Regions from separate parts of the Mus musculus genome. Here region 1 is linked to region 2. A link is a contact called in public HiCAR-type data. All regions are on one chromosome and are shown on one strand. Each heading gives the region's core, a stretch centred on a gene start, on an enhancer-like site or on the middle of the called end of the contact. The rest is flanking DNA. Distances are from core to core; before and after follow the strand shown. Region 1 holds the start of Sugct (succinyl-CoA glutarate-CoA transferase). Region 2 holds the start of A530046M15Rik (RIKEN cDNA A530046M15 gene).

Region 1 (6,455 bases), core at 449-2,948, 1.9 Mb before region 2:
TAACTCCAACTCATAAGGATTCATATGGGTGAGCATATTCAATTTTGCAAAACCACCGAGATACAAGTTGTTAGCTACTTCCTGTCTTGTATTCACTCATGGAGAAGAGGGGAAGTTTCCTCAATTTCAAATTTTCTATTTTTCCTTCAAGAGAACTTTGAGTAGGTATAAATATGGCTCGAAATAAAATAATTGTTTCTTTTAAAAAAAGCAAGGATGCAAAAACAAGGGAGGGACATCTGTAGGAAAATGGCAGTAGACTACAGTCTAGAGGTGCCATACTACACAATAGGGAATCATTTACTGTCCTCCCCCTAGGAATCCAGGACAATTCACTGAAATAAATGACAAAAAACCCAAAACCAAATAAAAACCTCTGGGGGTGGGTGGGAGAAGAAATGGAGGATTAAAGAAGTTTGTATACGAATGTGGTATGCTGGCTGAGAGCAGTTTCTGTGGACAGAGAACTAGAGCTCCGCCACTTATGGTAGTCTTAGATAATTTCTTTACGCCTCAGGTTACTCATCTGCAAAACTGGGCCAACGTAGTATCGGAGGATTAAACAATCCACGGAAAGGGAATGTTTCGTATCACGTCTGCCATCACAGGAAGAGTTCGGCAAACGCTAGCTATTGTCTTTACCTGGGGGTAGGTCTGCTGCTGCCCTGGGGAGTAGCCGAACTGATGCTGGGACCCCGCGGGGGACCTGGAGTAGGAGCCTGGGTAGCCGCCCGGGGACGGAGACCCGAAGCGGGCCCCCGAGAAGTTGCCGCCGTGCCGCGGAGACTGGCTGCTCCCGTACGGCCTAGCCCGGGGCCCGCAGGGCGGAGTGTGGTGCGGACTCCCGTACCCGTCCCGCGGGGAGGGCGGCCGCGGCCCCCCGCCCAGGGCACCCCGGAAGTTATTTCCGCCACCCCAACCTCCTATCCCCGGGCTGGGGTACGGAGGAGTTGGGGGTCGAAAATTCGGTCGGTGCATATCAGGAAACGAAGCCGCAGAGCTCACACGCCGAACGCCTCACCGGAACCTCTGCGATCAACCGCCAGAAGGAAACTGGTATTCCTCTATTTATACACCCTTCCGGCTCCCAGCGGACTACCGCACCTTAGTTCCGGCTGCACAAAGGTTCCGATCTCACCAAGTTTCTGCAAGAGGGCAGGTAAACAGGTCACTCAATGGAAGAATGGTGGGCGTGTCTGAGAGGAGGAAAGACTGTAAAGGGGAAACTAAATCTCCGGCCGCAGCACGAGCACAGTCGTCAACGGTCTTCCCGGAGACCCCCAGTACACGAAGACGGAAGCGGAAGAGAGGAAACCGATCATCAGGCCTTATTGGCTGTGAGGGTGGGAGAGGGGCGTGCGGGTTCCGAAGAGGGCGGATCAGAGGGGTAGGGCCATCCGTCTTGGAGGCTTCCGGGAAGCAAGGAGTGAAGCGTCAGCCGGATTCGGGGGCGGGGCCATGAGCCAAGAGGCGGGGCCGAAGGGTGTGAGGCGAGAGACTCGGTTGAACAGGATCGTCCAAGGGGGCGGGGCCGAGTGAGACTGAGGTGGAGGCCTGGGCGGAAGCGGAGGGCGTGGTGGGCGGGGAAGAGTGCGAGGGCGACCAGGGGGAGGGTCTTTGCGGAGGGGGCGGGGCTGGCGGCGGGGCCGGGCTGGCTGGGGGGGCGGGGCTGAGGGGGCCTAAGGTCAAGGAGGGAGGTCGCGGGGCGCTCTCGCTGGGGTTGAGGGGCGATGCTGTGGATGCTGGCCAGGGCGGTGGCTTTTCGGAGACCCGGCCGAGGCCTGGCCGGCGGGAGGGGGCTGTGGACCGGCCGCCCGCAGTCAGGTACCTACTGACACTGAGCGCTCGGGCTCCCTGAGGGGAGCGCTCGCGCCTCGGGGGCTCCTGTCGCAGGGCTCATGGCCATGGTCGTGCCCTGCTTCTCTTTTCCACCCCTGGCTTCTAATCCCCCAAGGTTTGGTAACTTAGGAAACAGCACCTCCCGCCAAAAGCTGAGTTTTAGAAAGCAGACTGCTGCCTTGAAAACTTAAGCGAGCCTGTAGTAATTAATGCTGGACTTGAACCCTGCGTTTACGTTCTTGTAAAATGGAAGTTGACGAGGTTAGGAAGTAGAAACAGAAATTTAAAGGGGAAAAAAAAACCCACGAAAACATACCCCAAACTTAAAAATCTTGTAATTATAAAGAAACGGGATAATTAAAAAATGCTATCTTCTGCATAAGATACCTGTCTTAGACATTCCTGTAGAAGAGTTTTGTGGTCTTTCCCTAACTCCTTCAGATACTAAAATCAACTTGGGATTTTAGGACTCATCACATTAGACCGTGGATATGTGAGGGGGTTATTGGTTTAGATTTTTGTGTGTGTGAGTGTATTGTTTGCGTGTATGCACATGCACCATTTAACGTACCTGATGCCTTTGGAGATCAAAAAAGAATCAGATTTCCTGGAACTGGAGAAAATTGTGGTTGTGAGCTACCTTGTGAGTGCTGGGAACTGAGCCAAATCCTCTTGAAAGAGCAGTAAGTGCTCTTAACCACTGAGTCATCTCTTCAGCGCCTGGCCTAAGGTTTTCATTCATCCATAGCATCTTTCTGAAGCATTTTGGCCTTCAGTCTCTGACATCTTCGGTGACATAACTATAGAGTATATCCTCAGCTTTATTCTTTATTAATGGAGACATAAACACAAGGGCTTATGGGGGGGGGTGAGGTTGTTTAATTTTTTCATGCCCCTGCTATATTCTTGGATAATTCAGTTCGACTTTTTTTGTTTTGCTTCATTTTGTTGTTTTGTTCTTTGTTTGTTTTTTTGAGACAAGGTTTCAATACATAACCCAGGCTCGACCACATTTCTTATTTCTGAAGACAAATTGTATAATCATGGAGGGATAATGTCATCATCAGGATGTAATGATATTTTAGCGCCTGCACACTACAGCTTATCTAACATTTATATTGTTCTTTACTGGCCATAATTTCTGTTTTATCTTTTCTTTGTCTAGCTTAGAATCTAGCATTTGAGCAGTCATACTTATGAATGTATATTTATTCACACATACATGTCAGTGAGTCAATAATCTGCCTTATGAAGGAAGCTGAGAAGTGGGGTGGTAGGCACCAAAAGTATGTTTATTATTATTTTTATAACTGGCAGAAAATAATGCAGAATTGGGTCTCAGCTTGCCCTATATGAATTACCTTCTCACTTGAATTCTGCTTCTAGAATGGAACTGAATCCAGGGCCTGTGCATGCAGAATGGGCTCTTTACTGTTGGGCATCAGTGCACTCCTAGTCCCCGGAATCTATCCACACAATACACTAAAAACCTGGGAGAAGAAGAAATACAGGGGGAATGTTGCCAGGTAGATTAAGCCAGTGTTCTTCCCAGCGCATTTGAAAGTGTAGACAATGATTGTCCCAAACTGAATCTTTAATAATTATGTGAAACTCAAGACCAATGTTAATCCCTTTAGAGACTTTTTTCTTTCAAATGAAAAATTTGGCAAGAATAATTAAATAATTTTTTTTTAGACTCACCTAGAAGATCAGAATTTAGGCTTCTAAATTTTATGTATTCTTTCCTTAGAAATACAATCATTTGAAAAATGAAATTAAAAAAGCATAAAAATCTTGAACGCAGGCAGGCATGGTGACACATGCTTTTAATCCTAGTATTTGGGAGGTAGAGACAAATGGATCTTTGTAAGTGTAAGGCTAGCCTCATCTTCAAACTGAGTTCCAGGATGGCTAGAGCTGTGTAAGAGAGGGATTCTGTCTCAAAAACAAAAATTACTGTGTAGCTTCTTTTGGATTTACAGATTATAAGTATACTCTTAGCTTGTGAATCATAGCTATATCTAGGATATTCCTAAACTTTAGGCTGGAATTTGCAATCTGACTGGCTGATCTGGTGGGCCCAAGAACCCTATATTGAAAATTTATATAGTGACTTTAGTGAAAGCATGAGAGGAAAGAAAAATTTAGTTGTGCTTCCTGGAGCTATAAAAATTAAAGAACTGTAACAATGACTGTGAATATATAGTAGCGTTCTCTGGGAGGGAAAAGGGAATATTCTATTTCAGTTAGCGAATAGACATGGTTCCTGCACAAGGACTGCAGCCCAGTGTAGGGATAACCAGCATTAGAAGACAGGCGTATGCACACTACAGTGCTCTCAAAGCAGAGGCTGCCAGTGCTTACGTGTGGTCTACAGTTATCATGATGTACATAGACATGAGCAATGCTGCAATTTTCTGTGTCCTTGAGAACTCTGTGGTGATAATGTATTTTGGAGTGTAGAGATTAAAGCAAACGAGAGCAACAAGATAAACAAGTATGAATGTGAGTAGGGTTGGCTTGTTTCTATAAGGTTGTAATGTTTATTTAGGTTACCTAAGGGGTGTTTCTATGGTGTGTGTGTGTGTGTGTGTGTGTGTGTGTGTGTTTACAGTCAGTGGATAGCAATTTCATTTCTTTCATATTGCCGTATCTCCAAAGCAAACAGCAACAAAAATCTACTTGAGAGCCCAATATATAAAAGCAGAAGAATAATGTTTAAAATAGAGATTGGGGACCCAGAATTCTGCTCACCTTGTATTCTTACTTTGCCATCCTGCAAAGCAACTCTGAGATTCCTTTGAGGAATTCCCAGAACATCCCCAGTTTAGGTAAATGGCAGTAATAGTGCTTCATGCATTGATACTTTGTTTAGTTTTACTGTCTGCAAGAAGTAAATATTTTCATGTTTCTGTGTTGTTAGGGCTTTCTAAATGGAAACTGGGTTAAAGGACAAGCCATGGAAGTTAAACAATGATTGATTAGGTAGAAGTATGAGTTTATATTTAAAGGGATATAAACCAAGAGGCTTGGATGCATTCCCAGGACTGCAAACTCAGCTTCTGTCCCCCTGGAAAGGCGATTTATATCCCATGGTGTAGGGTTCCCCCCAAAGAGTATTTAAATGCTCCCATTTATCAGAAGAAGGTAGATGCTGGGTTGTCATCCTGCACAAACTCCTAGATTCATAATTTTGGGGGCCTTTTCCTATAGTTCAATCCCTGTAAAGAATAGGTCTAACTATTTTATTTGTATTGTGTTTGTTAACTGTGAGGTATTAGGTGCGGGGATATGGTACATTTCTCGATGTTACTCAGAACTGATATCTGCTATAGAAATCTCATGTTTAGCCGGGCGTGGTGGCACACGCCTTTAATCCCAGCACTCGGGAGGCAGAGGCAGGTGGATTTCTGAGTTCGAGGCTAGCCTGGTCTACAGAGTGAGTTCCAGGACAGCCAGGGCTATACAGAGAAACCCTGTCACAAAAATCCAAAAAAGAAAGAAAAAAAAAAGAGAAATCTCATGTTTACTTTCAGAAATGCATATATAGATTAAAAGTTAATTATAGAGAAAAATTGTTTAAGAGAACATAGTAAACAATTACTATACATGGAGAATACTTAGGGCATAATTCCTCTTGGGAAAGCATAATCTTTAACTTCATACTTCCTGATGGTTTTCATACTGTTTTCCTTGGAGTGCTGCCTGTTAGCTGTCATGTTAAGGACAGTAGGCTACTAAGAAGTGAATGAATATGAGATTAGGTCATTCCTTAATAGGAAGGAGTGAATCTGCTTCCAACACAGTAAATCACTTTAATAATATTTCCACTGACAAAGCAAGGCAGATTTAAAGGAACTTTTAAAAAACATTGCTTTGTTAAAATTTATTCCCCATTTTTTTTCTTTTCTGAGATTTACTTATTTTATGTGGTTTTGCCTGCATGTATGTCTATGTGAGAGTGTTGGATCCCCTGGAACTGGAGTTATAGACAGTTGTGATCAGCCATGTGGGTGCTGAGAATTGAATCCTGGTTCTGTGGAAGAGCAGCCAGTGCTCCTAACCACTGAACCATCTTTCTCAGTCTCCCTTTTCATTTGATTAATCTCAAGCACGTGATTAAGCACAAGAGAAACATGTTATACATATTTACTTCTTTCCAGATTAATATGGTTACACCAACAGAAGTCTCCAGTGAAATTAATAAAAATCATTACAGAAATAGTTCTATATAAAGAGGTAAAAGTTGAAAGGTCTAGACGTGAGGTTTGAAGGAACACTGAGATGGACTTGTTGAGGGTAAGAAGTTTAATAGAAAGGACTATAAATGCCATGAATAGATAGATATCAGCATGGCTCTTGAGAGAGCTTAGAGACAGAAAACATGATGGGTACTCTGTAACAGAATCAGGCTCATGAGGCAGGAGTGGGTGTCTCTTCTTATAGGTCTCTGAGGAAGTATGGGACTTCACAGTACAAGCCTGCAGCCAGGCTCTCTGGCTCCCTAGCAAGAGGCAGAGAGAGACCAGAGCATATTCATGGCCATTACCAACGCTTGTAAACTCAGTTTCTCGGGTGAGAACATGTAAGTCTTAGCAGAGATTCACAGACAGTTT
Region 2 (6,298 bases), core at 523-3,022:
ACAGCAAGAGATGTTCTAAGGCTCCCCCCTTTACTCAATGGAACAAGAGATAGGAAGGAACAGAAATGGAAGGTAGGGTAGAATTTTTAGGTGTGTTTTTGAATGGTTTTCTTTTGACCAGAAAGAAACTAGAAATGTTTAACTAGAAATTATGTTTAACTAGAAATCATCTGTGCATATTTCTATTCCACACATATTATTCAAAATTTCAAGCTACAGTTTCCCCTTTTCTAAAGCACTTTCAGCAAAAGCATCAAACCCAGCGCCCATGTAAAACCAATTGGTACCAGTTGGTGTGGCCCCACCTTCCTTCCCAGTGAGGATGGAAACCCAAGACAGGGAATTCCCAGAGCAAGCTGGCCAGCTATACTCACCTACATGATGAGCTTCTGGTCCATAAGAAGACCACAGATTCAATCCAAAAGGTAGAGAGTGATTGAGACGTCTCATGATAGCATCGTCAGGCCTCCTCACAAATGTGCCCATACAAGCATCCATGCATACAAGCATTAAGCATCCATGATCCAAGCATACACATACAAGCATCCATGAATAAGAATACACACCACATACACACTTGCACACACACACACAGAAACATTTACATGAGCATTAAATTATCAAAGTGGCCATCTATATTATGAAACTTATCTATTCTGTTCCAAAGGCAGTGCAGTGAGTTATCCACGTATACCTTTGACGTAGATGATGGACAGAGAGAGCATTGGCTTTGGACTTCTGGGTCCAAGGTTGATGTTTAAAATGAAGAAACAGAGAGAGGAGTGGATTGGGCAAGATGGGAGGTAGCAGGGGAAGGCTAGGAGGAGAGGAGGGAGAGAAAACTGAGGTTGGGATACAAAGTAAGTTAATTTTAAAAAATGAATAAAGTCTAAGTCTATCATGAACTAACTATATGAGCTGCAGTTGGATCTGTTTGCTTAACTACGAATTATTTCCACACAGTCCTTGTAGTCATAGCTCCTGTCAATCAGGTCTCAAGTCCACATGTCCCTATACGAAGATTTTCTTTTTTTTTTTTTTTTTTAGTACCCCATCTAAAATGGTCAAAATGTTTTGTCTGAATTGAGATACTTTATCATTTCATGATTTAATCATTTATCTGTTTATTGTTTCATTACCAGTCACTCGGGTAAAATAGAAGCTTTAGATAGGCAAAGAGCTTACCTGCCCATTTTTTTCAGGATACTGGATCATCCTGACATAAATTAGGCACTCAGTTTCTAATGAATGAATGAATGAATACAAAAAGCCCATACTAACATTCCTACTTCCCTTCAGTCTCTTCTGAAGAACAGAAAGAGCAAAAATGCATGCCTATAACTTTTAATTGAATGAGTACTGTTCAAACAGAACCTTTTATTACTTTCACACTGGTTTTCTTTACAAAGGAAAACTACATATTATTACCTATAATACAGAAGTGATTGATAAATTCTATTCAAAGCTAATAAATGATAAACATGGAAAGCAAGATGATCCTCCAATATTCCAAGACAATTTCCCTTAGAAAAACCTGAAGGAAAGCAAATGAAATTTACAATTACCATTACTACAGGATCTGTGCCATCCTCAATTATGGTTTTTAACTAGAATCAATTCAAACATCTTTGCCGCTGAGGTCAGTGGAACTTGGGGAACTGAGTTCTTCCCACAGCATTCCATAGGGAGTCACCAAGACAAGAGAGGGTAAAGAATACCATGCCAGTATGTGCGTCTGTGGGTCCGACATCCTCTGCTGTCTTCTCAGATCTGACTCAACTGGCCAGTGATGACTGAGCAAGTACAGTCAGACCTGACCTTACTGTGTGACTCAGGTGTTTGTGATCTTTCTCAAAGCTGACCATACAAAGTCTTGCCTTTTTCTCAAGGCTTCATGATTTAAAGAAGGCTGTCGAATAAATATCAGGCTGGAGTCTTGCTCAATGTGTTGTCACCGCCTGAGTATGAATTCCTTAGCCACTGAGTCACTTGCTCTTCCTAATAAGGCATGCAGACTTGGAACACTCTGAGATGTCAATGTGGGATCTTCTAGATCCACACAGCTTCCTAAATATTATGAAAACATGGTGGTTACGATTATAAGCTTCTAATTCATCCAGGGCTGTGTTCGGAGCTCATCAGCTCCATGAGCTTGATGACTTGGGTCAGTTTTCATATCTCTCTGAGCTTCAAGTTTCTCAACTTTGAATGTAGTGATAGAGGCTAGAGACACAGCTCTGTTGGTAGCATGACTCAGTACCACACACAGACACTGATCTTGTGATCCACAGCCCCACATAAAGCATAACTTGGTGATGTGTGTGCAATCCTAGGACTTGAGAAGAGGAACCTGAAGGATCATAAGTTCAAACTAATCCTGAAGTACATCGTAAGTTCAATGCCAGCCCGGGCCATTTGAGATCGTATCTCAATGTAAATAAATGAATAAGGAAATATATGATTGGTGATGATCTCAGGTAACTTACAGAACTGTCTTTAGAATTCATTGATGAACACAGCCCTTCACATGATCCCTCACACATTAGGCTTAATTGTGGCTAAATATAGCATTTCATGACTTACATAATGCTAAGTTATGTAAGTGAAATATATGTATATACATATATATCACATATATATTTCATAGGTTGAAAAAACAAACAAGTTTCTTTGAACAATTATCTTAGTTTTCAGATAAATGCAGGAAAGGAGCTTTGATTCTTAACTAAAGTCTTCTTTAAATGTTTTGCTATCAACTATTTTCTTCAAGTATATGTGTGAGTGTGATGCATGGGGAAAATAAATTACAATTAGATACACATCATTGCATCCTATTACATGCAATAATTACACATATGCGGTTTAATTATAAAGCAGTGAGAAATACTTCACACACTGGGTGGACTTTTATATATATATATATATGTGTGTGTCAGAAGTAGTCTCTAAAATTCTCTCCCTGCCTCTGTCTCTGTCATCTGTCTTTCTCTGTCTTTGTCTCTGTCTCTCTCTGTCATCTATCTCTGTTTCTCTCTATGTCTCTCTCTGTCATCTGTCTGCCTCTCTCTGCCTGTCTGTCTCTGTCTCTGAATAAGACACTTAGTTCACAGTAGTTGTGGTTTAATCTTTGTGGTGTGTAGACATGAGAATAGGTCTGTGATTCTCAAAATGAATCGCTAGGTCATTGACTCTGAGAGATGATAAGTGGTGTTTGGTGCTCCAATTATGTTTGAAAAATCATAGTAACATGTATTTACCATAATATTTTTCATGTGACTTGAGCTCTGGCTTGCTAACATTTATTTCCTAGAAGAATGAAGCTTTCTTTATTTCTCAAATATTAATTTGAGATTTTTTTATCATTAAGTATATTATGGGTTTGAGCTCTAAGAAATTGTGTGTGTGTCAGCATGCACATACTCATGAACTAGGGAATAATGAGAGATTGAAAGAGAGATTGAAAGCAAGAGAGAAGTATTGTGTCGTAGTGTATACATATGTGGTGTATAGATGTATACGTGTGTAGTATATACCTATATGTAGTCATGTATGCAGTATATTCATCTGCATGATTTAGATACATGTATGGTGAATACATATGTGTGGTTTTTGCATGTTTGTAAATATATACATGTGTGTGATGTTCACATGTGTGTGGTGTATGCGGTACATGCATGCATATGATGTATACTTGAGGTGTATACATATTTTATGAGGTATATGCATTTGTGTGATGTATGTATATGTGTGGTATATGCTTGTAAATAGTATATGCATATGTCTCGTGTATGTTTCAATGTGGTGTATGAAAGTGTGTGGCATATGCATGTGTAGTATATTTGTGCAGAGACAAAAGAAGGATGGTATGTCTCCCCACCTAGCGCCTTGAAAAATGGACTCTTGCTGAAGCCGAATTTCACTGCTATTTTTGGCTTGTTTGTTTGTCTTGGCTATGCTGGCTACCAGAAAGCCCCAGCAATCTTTTTGTCTCCACTCTTTGTAACACTGTATTTACAGGTATAAATGCTATCATTATCATGTGGCTTCTATATGAGGCAGGTATCCAAATGTTGGTCTCATATTTGGATAGCAAGCACTCTTGCCCATGAAATGTATTTCTAAATCACTAAGAAATATTTAGTGGAGATACCCCAGTACTGAATCCCAAAGCTCTTTCTTCTCTATGTACCCTCCAGTCTTTTCCAGAATCATTCTCTAGCCTTCTCACATAATTCTCTTTTGCTACAGTATAAGCTTCCAGATATTTCCCAGCAATCCTGCACTTTCAGTGTTACCAGGACATTAATCAGTGTGTGTTGATAATTGCTAAGATTATCCTGATAACTGCAGAAGTGGACAGATATGACCTTGTCTTTGTTGGCAGAAGGAAAAGATGGTGTGGGGCCTTTCTACAACGTTTAGTCTCGGTGTCGGTCAATAATGTCAATTAACAGAGCATCCCTTCTTGGTAGGCTGGATGCTAATAGAGAAGCAGTCATTGAACAATATTGTTTCTAAAATTTGACCAAATATCAAAAAGAAAGTAATGACTTGACCTTTAAATATTTCTGGTCCCATTGTAAAGTAAGTAAATATTAGGGTCTTCCATAGCATCTGGCAAAAACTGCACAAGCTACATTGGAGCACTCTGCCCTTCCCCTCTTTCTCTTTTTCTCCAGGATCTTTCAAGAAGGTAGTCCAGGAAAATGTCTTCCTTCTAAATTAAATTAGTTTTATAATGTGCTTCTACTTGTCCAGAAAGTTAAAATGTTTACTTTATCCATCAGATTAGGCAAAGCATGACTGAGGCTTGGGAGAGGAACATGCATGCTGTTCTCATGAGTCACAGTCAGGGCCACTGAGAGGAATGAAAGGCACACTTCGGTGATACATTTCAGGCTGCAGGAAACAGGGGAGGTGGAAAGGAGTGAAACCTGTAACCAGAAACTGTCTGACAACACTCACTGCAGAGGAGGCTACCTCTGGCCCATTTTATAACTGTGTGCTAAGAATATTAAATTCTGTAGAAAGTTAAGGAAGTGGTCCATGTCACTTCAGGGACTGAATCATCAGGTTTTGGAAAACTGTGATAGGAGAGCCAGAGAAGGTCAGGGATGCTGTTGTACCCCGACACAAGAAACAGCTCACTGTCCCATAGAGTCTGCACATCCAAGAGATGATTCTGGAGGCTGCTTCTCTCTTTCTCTCGAGGCTGGGACAAAACACCCATCCAATATGCCCATTAATTATCACAACTCAGAGAAAACTCTCATTCTCCCCACTCTCCAGATGAGAACGCTGGGGCTCACACAAGCTCACTACCGAGTCAGATGAATACACTTTTAGTCCCCTAAATTCATTAATTCTGGCTTCAATTTCCTGCTATAATCATTTCAACCGTTTATCATTGCTGGCCAGAACCTGGTAACACAAATATTTACTTAGTCTAAAGTACATTGGCTTACTGGTTTTTAGTAGCTGAAAACCTCCAATAAAAGCTACATTGGTATTAATAAGGAAAGAACACATTTAGTGTGAAAGAGAAGGGCTTTCTGAGCAAAGATTAAACGTCATACTGCTCTCTCACACTAAGCAGTTCTTTAGGACAGAGGATTCTGGAATTACAACTGTTTTCCATGAACCTTAATATTTTTAGTGTTCAGTTTTTAAATTATTTATGTGCTCTTTCCTTATTGATATTAACTCAAGTTTTTAATATTCTTATGTGTTAGCTACTTTCCTTATCTTGGATTTGGAGGAGTAGAGAGCATCTTTGTTGGGGGTGAGTCGACTCATTCATTCCCAAAGGGCTCTAAAAGTCAAGGTAGCGTGTGTCGTGTGAGAGACACTTAAAGGTTCTGTAGTGGCCCAGCGTGATCAATTGGGCAGTCTAGAGAAACTCTTCTGAGAGCAGTAGGTATATGGCTCTGAGGACACAAAGTCAGGATTCTACGAGGCTCTTGGAATGTTCTGGAAAAAGTTTTTCCTAGTAGAGTCAATGAGGGAAAGATACATTCAGCAGCCTGCTTGTAATGGTTAAAATATTCTTGAGCTAGTTCTTTCTACAAGTTATACACATTTCAAATCCCTATAGCTATTTTTGTTTAACTTTCTTAGACTTGATATACCTCCATTTTTATTTTCTTCCTACCAAGCCATTTAAAGGCATTTCTTAAATGAAAGAGTTCTGTCGGGTCTTCTGCCAAAAGGTTCTAAATTCTAGAATTTTGTTCCTCTCTTTTCCCCAGAAAACAAAAATTGTAGTTCATGTTCAACAAAATCTTAATTACATTAAAAA

What was found. HiCAR-type assays count read pairs that join an accessible place to other places.
Region 1: a contact with region 2 is called in a HiCAR-type map of astrocytes, with 4 times the contacts expected there. The contact joins the promoter of Sugct here to the promoter of A530046M15Rik in region 2. A contact is called at or near these places in 3 of 39 promoter capture datasets (the 3T3-L1 cell line and hippocampal neurons), 2 of 484 Hi-C or Micro-C datasets (the C2C12 cell line and adipose-derived mesenchymal stem cells) and 1 of 115 datasets of contacts at active chromatin or transcription factors (astrocytes).

What each region holds. Positions count from the first base shown.
Region 1 is chr13:17,690,008-17,696,462 of GRCm38.p6, reverse strand. It overlaps Sugct (succinyl-CoA glutarate-CoA transferase), which reads left to right and starts at 1,698. Exons shown (of 14, transcript NM_138654.3): 1 at 1,698-1,824. The coding sequence starts at 1,731. Mplkip (M-phase specific PLK1 intereacting protein) reads right to left here and starts at 1,050. Exons shown (of 2, transcript NM_025479.6): 1 at 643-1,050. The coding sequence starts at 978.
Region 2 is chr13:15,802,717-15,809,014 of GRCm38.p6, reverse strand. A530046M15Rik (RIKEN cDNA A530046M15 gene) reads right to left here and starts at 1,772. Exons shown (of 5, transcript NR_046131.1): 1 at 1,566-1,772.